Regions from separate parts of the Mus musculus genome. Here region 1 is linked to region 2. The links are chromatin contacts, called in public Hi-C maps. All regions are on one chromosome and are shown on one strand. The core of a region is the stretch at or near the end of the contact, and the rest is flanking DNA. Distances in the headings are between cores, read along the strand shown. Region 1 has its middle 90 kb from the start of Spats2l. Region 2 has its middle 15 kb from the start of Gm22371.

What was found. A called contact is a pair of places that touch in the nucleus more often than the background predicts.
Region 1: a contact with region 2 is called in a Hi-C map of uterus, with 4 times the contacts expected there. The contact joins two enhancer-like sites. A contact is called at or near these places in 11 of 484 Hi-C or Micro-C datasets (adipose-derived mesenchymal stem cells, embryonic stem cells, nephron progenitors and 2 more), 2 of 115 datasets of contacts at active chromatin or transcription factors (craniofacial prominence and embryonic stem cells) and 1 of 9 other capture datasets (embryonic stem cells).

Annotation. Positions count from the first base shown.
Region 1 is chr1:57,682,575-57,687,060 of GRCm38.p6, forward strand. No RefSeq gene overlaps it. Among named protein-coding and RNA genes, the nearest start is that of Spats2l, 90 kb to the right of the region's middle. Within about 2 kb of position 2,022, at least 12 of the 459 cell types and tissues checked have an H3K27ac peak or open chromatin away from gene starts, as enhancers often do. A contact at or near this core is called in palatal mesenchyme and uterus, where this site is marked.
Region 2 is chr1:57,434,769-57,439,168 of GRCm38.p6, forward strand. No RefSeq gene overlaps it. Among named protein-coding and RNA genes, the nearest start is that of Gm22371, 15 kb to the left of the region's middle. Within about 2 kb of position 2,348, at least 105 of the 459 cell types and tissues checked have an H3K27ac peak or open chromatin away from gene starts, as enhancers often do. A contact at or near this core is called in palatal mesenchyme and uterus, where this site is marked.

The DNA.
Region 1 (4,486 bases), core at 772-3,271, 250 kb after region 2:
TGGATCTGATGGCAGTGGCTTGGGTTGTTGTCCTTCTACTATAAGATAGAAACCACTTAGTAAGGATATAAGCATGCAAGGAACCTGGGTTCTTGGTGTTTGGAGACATTCTACCCACCCTAATCCCACAACTGTCAGGCTCCTTTATTTGAGACAAAACCAAGCCACTATCTTGCTCCTGCCATGACTACTTTGCTGTCCATTCCTTTTTTCCCTCTTTTAATCACTTGCAGCTGAGGCCACTTTCTATTGATACCAGAGCTATTCTTTGTTTCCAGAATATGGTCTCCCTGCCCTTGGACCTCCCTGTTCTCAGCATCCACTCTGTGGTTTTACACACCCTCTTGCTATTTCTAGTTTCTATGCTATGCGTATCTTTACCTCCCCAATCTGCCCATTGCCAAGGCCTCCAGGCTAGACCTCCCCAAATCTCCAATTCCAAGCGTTATCCACTCCTTAGATTCTTCTAAACACTTGCTTGCTTTGTTTTGTTTTGAGACAGTGTTTCACCATGTACCTCAGGCTAGCCTCAAACCCTAGTCTTCCAACTTCCACCTACCTGAAACTACAAGTAGACACACTATACCTGGCTCCTCCCCTAGACCTTTTAATATACCTTTTGTCACACCTTGCCTCATAGTGATCATGTCTGAACTTGAGTCCTCTTCATTCGTGTGAGAGCAGACAGGCTCTGCAACTGCATGTCTTACACACAGTAGGCATTTGCTGAGACACATTTTAGGAGTTGTTCCAACTTACAGGGCTAGTCCCTCCATTGGTGACCACCCTTTTGCCTGCCCTACCTTCATGCTTTACAATAAGATTGCTCTGGGTCGATGCTGTCTGCCCAGACTGTGAATACCATCCTCTTAGCTAATCTGCCATCCACTTCTGAAAAATGAGAGCAGAGACTATAAAAAGGATACATCGTTCTGTAGTGTAGGAGATAGAGAGGTCCTAGTGACTTTCCTGGAGCATCTTGCCTCCACTGTTCCAGAAGTGTGGTGTTTTCCTACTCTTGGATTATATGAACCACTTTTGATTCTTATCATAACTTTTGATTCTTATCATAACATACCTTTCTTCCCAATAGAATCTTCTTGTGGAGGCTAGGCTAACCTGGAGCACGGAGTCTTCTTTCCCCAGTCTGCTGAGTGCTGGGATTACAGGCGCAGATCGCATACTGCCGTGACAAGTGCCTTTGCATTTAGTTCTTGCTTACCTTTTGTTCCATGAACCGCAAATATGTGTCTATGTATACATAGATTGGTGGGATAACCTTTAATATGATATTAAGCACAGTTCTCTAGCTGGAGGGTCACAATTGGTTGTGTGGCAGAGCAAGGGATCCTACAACCACATGAATTTGGTGACAGTCCTACAGTTGCCACCAAATTTCTTCTTCTTACTCTCTTTCTCCAAATTGTTCTCTCTTTGGGTTTTCTGTGACATTTTTATGACACTTAACCATTTCCCCCCCCCCCCAATTTATCAGGATCCTTAAGCATGCAACTTGCAAACTACAATGCAGTATGGCCCTATCTTCCCTGCCCTCCTGTGCCCAGTACTCAATGAGTCTTCCTGCATTAGAATCTCTTTGTTTGTATCAAGAGCAATCTAAACTATAATAGGCTAGGGTTTTGTTCTGTTCTGTTGAGATTTTTTGTATTGTTTTGTTTGTTTGTTGTTGTTATTGTTCTAATCAGATTAACTTAACTTTTATCAAAACTGAGGTTTATAAATTAATGAAAAGAAAGAAAGGGAAATACTGTATCCATTTGATGAACTAAAACTTCTGACCACAAAACGAATGAAAAACTAGAAGTGAGAACGGTAGAGAAAAGTGAATTTCAGTAAGTGAATAGCTTCAGGTTTGAAAACGGACTCTGCTCTCCAGCGTGCCGTAACTTAAACACGAATCCCTCGGTTTCCGAGTCCAGCAGACAGCTGGAAACCCACACAGGATGCCAAAACAGTGTGACCTACATCTGCAGCCAGGCAGCCTCTCCTGAAGTCAATCTGGGATTCAGAATCTTGAGCTTGAATTTTCTCTGGGAGTATTATGTGTTCTGGATAAGAGGGTAGCAGACATAGTCCAACTTTTGCTTCCAGACATCTTAAACCACACTAATCCACTTTTCCGTCCTTCAAACACAAGAGCATGCAAACAGAAAGCATGTGCTAGAAATGTTTTCAGGTTTACAGTATTACTTGGAGAAACTAGAGAACTCTTTTGGCTCTTTGGAAGTTCAGCTATCGTACTGTATTTCTGCATCTTCTGGATTAACATGAACTCTAAAATAAGAACTTGCATTTTGGGTTACATCTGCTTCTGATTAATGTGAATAAAATAAATAAAACTAAATGATGACCAACCATTACAGAGTGTCCTCTTGCGTATGGCCTGTGGGTAGCTTTTCAGGAGTCAGAAGCAAATGTTTAAAGGGAAATTCCTAGATGCTCAAGATTCCATGAAGGAGACTTCTCAAAAAAAGCCGTCTACGGCTTTAAGGTGAGTATCGGGTTTGTTTTATGGTATTGGAAACTAAGGAGAGGGGTCGTTTTTTAGATCCCTGGACCAGGAGGGATTTTCGCTTCCTGAACTTCTGACCCCTAATCTGCAGACTGTAAAAATGCAGTCAAACCCCGAGGTGGTTATCACATCTCAGCAGCCTTTGTAATTGATATCCAAGAGCCGATCACCTTGCCAAAATTTTAGAAGGACTGTGATGGGCACATTTTTTAAGGGGGCACTTTTGTTCTCAGAGCTTTCTCTGCTCTTCTTTATGGTCTCTTTCTCTTTTCCCACATCTAAGTGATCTGTTCACTCCACAAGACATTCTTGCCAAACTATCAAAATTAATCACTTTCCTCCCGAGGGTTATAATACCTCTGTTTCCCTACCCATAGCATTTAAACAACCCACACAGACCAGTCCATCCCCCACTCACCCTGGGCCTACTCTCCCTAACCATCTTCCAGTGGGTGCATCCTCCAGACCTAGCCAAGGACAGTTTTAAAAGATACAAAATGGGTTAGACTCACCATACCAGTCATATACTGTCTCTTCTATATCTCCCTGACTTTTTGTATACCTATAAGCCCACTCAAGCACCTTAAAATCTACCCAATACTAATAAGTTAAATAATACTATAAATAAGACTCCATAAGTGACAAGGGCATAGGACTAATCAAATGGAAAACAGAAAGCCCCTCCTTATATTAAGAATGTGGTTAATAAATGTAGATGGGATGATGGATTTAGAAAATCACCAATGGATAAGAAACATGATTGACTTATGCAAGAATCATCAATAACTTCTCTGGATGATAAAACTATAAGGAGAAACAGGACATTTATTGTCTCAAAATAGCTCCCTGCAAGGCCTATTATTTTTCAAGAGAAAAACAGTAAACTTTACAGTTGTGCTATCTAGCAAAACATACCTTGATGAAACAGCCAAATGACTCACTAGACTGGAAGAAAGTGTCACCATGTGCCTGCTGATCAGATATGCTGAGAAAGACACAGCACTACACGTGTGGTACCCCTGCCACAAAGGCATGAGGAAGCATCCAATTATCTGCGTCAACAGGCTGCCTGAAAAACATTGGCCCCATCTTCTTTTTAGTGTTCATGTATGGGGCCAGAGAGATGACTCAGTTAGCAAAGAGCTTGCTGTGCGAGCTTGAGGACCTGAGTTCATAGCCCAAGGCTCATATAAAAAACCTGGTACCCACCTATAATCCCAGCAAGCAACATGGAGGCAGAGGCAGGCAGATTCCCCGGGACTGACTCTGTGTGAGCACACACATGCACACATGCACACATGCACGCACACACGCACACACACACACACGCACATATGCATGCACATGCACTCACACACCACAGTAATACATCATGAAGTACGAAGACAAATGATTATGTACTGAGAACAACAGAATAGCTAACTGCGATGCATGACCTAACATTCTCATGCAGGGCAGAGCATTATTAGAACAGTAAGGAGAGCCCGAATTAGATCTGCAAGGTATTGCGCCAATGTTAATTTCCTGCTTTGGGCCATTTTGCTGTGTTATGTAAGGACAATTTTGTACTTTAAGAAATGCACTGTAGACCCCAAGAGATATTTAGTTTGCCATTGGTCACAACAGTCTTCTCTCTGTAAAGAAACTGGAACCGTGCATGAAGACCAAAAGAGACAATGGCTGTTCAGGATTCTTCGTCGCAGGGACTGCACCAACAGATGCCATTAAGAAGACAACACCTTCACACAGTGCTCACACAGGACTGCTTCCTGTCGGTATTATACTCTATCTATCCCACCCCAGCACTAAATAAAGACATAAATGTGCAAATATACTCAAGCAGGAGGGGTAAAACAGCATCAGAGACTTACACCCAAACAGTTCAGAAAGCAAGAGAGAGCAAGCTTGTATAAAAATCAATAATAATAATAATAATAATAATAATAATAATAG
Region 2 (4,400 bases), core at 1,098-3,597:
TTTACAGAACCCCTCCCACCAAGGCACAGACTTCCTTGAGACCAGAATGCACCAGAACTATGTGGACAGTCTTCTAAGCAACTGCAGTCTACATACACATCCCAATCTTTGTCCCTTGCCTGAGGCAGTCACTGTGTTCTGCAGTCATTACTTCTTGATACTTCAGTATTCCACTTTTCCTTTTATTTAAAAAAATACTTCATTATCTAGTTAATGTTTTTTTATACTAAATTTCCGTGGATGAAATAATTGGATTGCTGTGTTGTTGTTGTTGTTTTTAACTTGGCTGGTATACACACAAATGCCTATTTTTACATAATATAAAAATATTATAAAATATAATAATAGAAGGAGGGGCAAGTTGGAAGTCATGTGTAGTAGCTGCTCCTTTTCACATGTCATATGGTGCTCGTAAGCATTATCCCTTTCTTTACTGTGCCTGTCACTCAATTCCCTCATGCTCTCCAGAAACTCCATGCTTATTACCAGGTACCTGCCCCTGCAGAAACTTAACAACAACAACAACAACAACAACAATTTACAAACATGTATGTGGGGGCTGGAGAAATGACTTGAGGTTAAGAGCACTTCCTGCTCTTGCAGAGGACTGGGCTTGGGAACCCAGTACCCACATGGCAGTTCACAACCATCCCTAACTCCAGTTCCAGAGAATCCTATGACCTACTCATACTCATGAACAAAAACATGTGTGTGTAATGTATGTTACCACACATTAGCCCTTTACTGTCTTTTGTCTTTTAAAGAAAACTTCAGTATTTTCAAGTCTTAGAATAGGCCCTAGTTCTTTAGTCTTAATTTCTTCCTGTTTCACCCCTCAAGACACTATGCCTCACACCTCCTCTCTCTAATTTTCTTAGCTTTTAGTATAACGTTTGTTATATTAATTTTAGACACAAAATAAAAGATAACTAATGACATTACAACATAGCCCATTGCCTGACTTACACTGAATGCCAACCCCTAATAAAATGAGATATATGGAGTCCATTAGAAGATACCTGCAAGCACTTCACTAACTAACACCCCAACTTATTCCAAGTCTCTTACCAAAATATGCGGTACAAGGAATCAAGGAAAGCATACAAGACATTGCCTCTGCCCTGAAATTGCTTACCCTCTAGTTGGAGACCTTTTTTTGACAGTTAAAAAATAAATGCCAATGAATGTGAGAGGCAGTATGTGCTGGAAGATCTCACACCACATGAGGGACCAGGAAAGACTTTGCAGAGAAGAGAGATGGGATTTGGACCAAACCTTGGAGGGAGGTTTGGATTTGAAATAGAAGACAAAGAGAGAGTTAAGAAGCCTAATGTATGTGATCCAGATGCTCTGTCAGTGAAATAAGCCACTTCCTGCATCCTAGAACATGGTTAAACAACTTCTCTGAAATGGAGCCAAGAATGCAGCTACCTATTCATAAACGGTGTCTCTCGGTTTCTCCTCTGCACAGAGTTGGCCATTACTCACCGTCCCACTTTCTCAGACAGCATTACTCAAGACCCCCTTTCCCACCTCAGAAGCTCCAAACCCTCCCTCAACACACAGGAAGTCTTACTGTTTTGCTTGTTGTTTACAGAATATGTGGGCCCGGATCTTACATTCAAAGCCAAGCTGCCTTCCTGCCTTATCATCTGTAATCCCCTTAGAATTTTTCTTAAGGTCTCAATGATATCCTCTCATAAACTCCCTTCTTTGCTGACCAAGTGAAGCACAGTTGCTGATTTTGCAAGATACATGCTAAGGCAAAGTTAAGTCTTCGCCAGTCTCTGTATCACGTGACTGCTCCTGGCCCCGCCCTCTCCGTGTTTATATCTTTTATCAGAGCTGTGCAACGTATTTCAAGTGAGCCTCAGTGTTCTTCCCGTCCCACCCCGAATATTGACGGTAACTTGATAGCCTATCTCAAAACTGGTTTGTGGGATTCTTTTTCTCATTGTAGTTAAAATAGCTTGCCTTCTAAATGCCAGAAAATATTTTTGCCAATTAAGGGTTTTTATGAAGAACAGTGTCAAACGCTTTCCAGAAAGGGGTTTAAATTGTTTGGCTCGGCTGCTCCATCCGTTAACATTTTCCTTTGCAGTTTAACCTCACAGGTTTGCGGGATGGTTTCCCCGCACTGGGAAAAAAAAAAAAGTGATTTCTTTGTAATTAAACATAACTTCCTTAGAGATTCTTACGTTCAAGCTGTGGCTTAGAGCTTCAAAACGCTTTTCCCCTGCTGCTGAAATCATGAAGTCTGTGGTCTCCCAGCTCTCTTGTAAAAGCCTCTCTCTTTACAGAGTAGGAGACTTCACAGCGCCGGTCCTATTCAGCTGCTGCCGCTGATAATTTCAAAGACATATTCACAGAGTCCTGCTCTGCATCAGGCAGCTGTTATGTGGTTACGGAGTGTTTGTAGCACTGAATCTCCTTTCAAGTTTCCACTTCCATGTGGGATTGTCTGCTTGAGAAAGGCTTTGTGCTTTCCAGCGTGTTTCCTGTTTTCCTTGGGAGAGCTCCGTACTGTAATCATTTTTCCATTCCAAGTTGCCTAGGCTGATTTGCTTAACTGTTCCGATGCCTTCCCAGTGTCCAAATTTGCACCCCTGCAGTACAGTTTCATTACTTGCTTCATATGGGAAGGGAACATCTCACTTCTGCCTCATTCCTATTTTTTTTTTTCTCTCTGCTCCGTTTATCTGAGCACTTGTCACATCCTTCCAAGACCTGAGATTCGACACCTCAGTTTGGGTTTTCTAGTGCTTGGATGGATGTCAAGATGATTTATAAAGCCCTGGTGCCCAGTGCCATGGGCCAGTGTTACCATCAGGTGAGCAGCAGTTTCTCCTCAGCTTACCCAGCCTGGTTTATTGATTAGGACCATGGCAAGATGCAGCTCTTGCCCTACGCGCCCAGCAAGTCTGGTTTACAAGCCAGTCCACTTGTCCACGGGGGGCATCATTTCAGCCATCATTGCATGGCCTGCCTTTGGCACATTTTTGATTCTCATTCATAGACCGTAGTTACCTATAATTAAATTCTGCCAATGGTGCATGAATTATTTTATCTGGTCATATTTAATTTTCCTCGTTCTTCTCTGGGCATTCTTCTGTGAGCTCCAGGCTTCATCCTGTAGCTCTTTTGTCTATTTCTGAAGCCAAAGTTAGATTGATTACACATTGGGCCTTTAGGTACTTTGCACTGCTCCCCATAGCAAATAAATGCACCCTGTAAAACGATAACGTTTTTACATGTGATTCTTAAGAGCCCCAAAAGCCACCAGAAGATGCTAAGTGTTCCTTTACACTGATGGCTCTTTATCAGACATCCTTGGACCTCCGGGAGCTCTTGCACAATTTCTGGAGACAGTTTTGATGGTGTTTCTGTTACAACATTTATTTATTTTTGTGAGTATGTGCTCAAGTGCATTTGTGTTTACCACGTATATGAAGGAGGTCTCCAGATGTCCGAAGCAAGTGTCAGATTCCCTGGATCTGGAACTACAGGTGTTGAGCCCCAATGTGGGTGCTGAGAAGCAATCTCAGGTTCTCTGCAAGAGCAGCAAATACTCTTAACCACTGAGCCATCCTCCACTGCCAACATTTAATTCTTCACAAGTGGACGTTTGGGGTTGCTGGCATCTGGCGGGTAGAAGCCAGAGCTGCAAATACATTTTCTACACCAGACATGGCAGATCTCTCAACAAAAAAAGTTATATATCTTCAAAATCTGATAGTGTTTGAGAGTATGAAGGATTCTAAGCCTGAAGCTCAGTTTCTAGAAGGGTCTGCTGTAGCCGTTCCCCATCTAGTGAAGGGCAGATGCGACTATCCAAAGGCAGAGGAAAAGAAAAGAGCTATGTTGTCTTTTAAAGACACAAAAACAGGTTCCATTCAAAGTGACTTGGGGGTCTCCATGCCGTATATGTTCTTTATCAGTTCCATGCCCTTCCTGCTGCAATCACTGTTCCTCTATCTTAAGCATTCGGCACAGACAGCCCCACACGGAGCTCTGGAGTTACCACTGCCTGAGAAACTTAAGCAGACAATGAGGTAATTTACCAAGCACTTGAAGCTCATTCTGGCTAGTGAAGAAAGCAAGGCTAATGGTAGGATTAAGGTGGACTGGGCCTTGCAGCAACTAGGCTCAGCTGGCGGCAGTAGGTAGAGGGAAAAGCTGGCCTGACAGAGAACCCTAGCTATTCCCTGCCTGTGTATTGAATTTGGGAGGAGTTAAGAAAAAGAAGGAATATTTACTAATGCCTGTTCTGAAAAACAAAGCAAAACAACAAAAAAAGCAACCCGATTCCCTGGAGGGCCCGAAAGGCCTTTGGATCATGCGCTGAGCACAAAGGTCAGTGCAGAAGCCCTGCAATGTCAGGTGAAGCTCTCTGGAGCAAG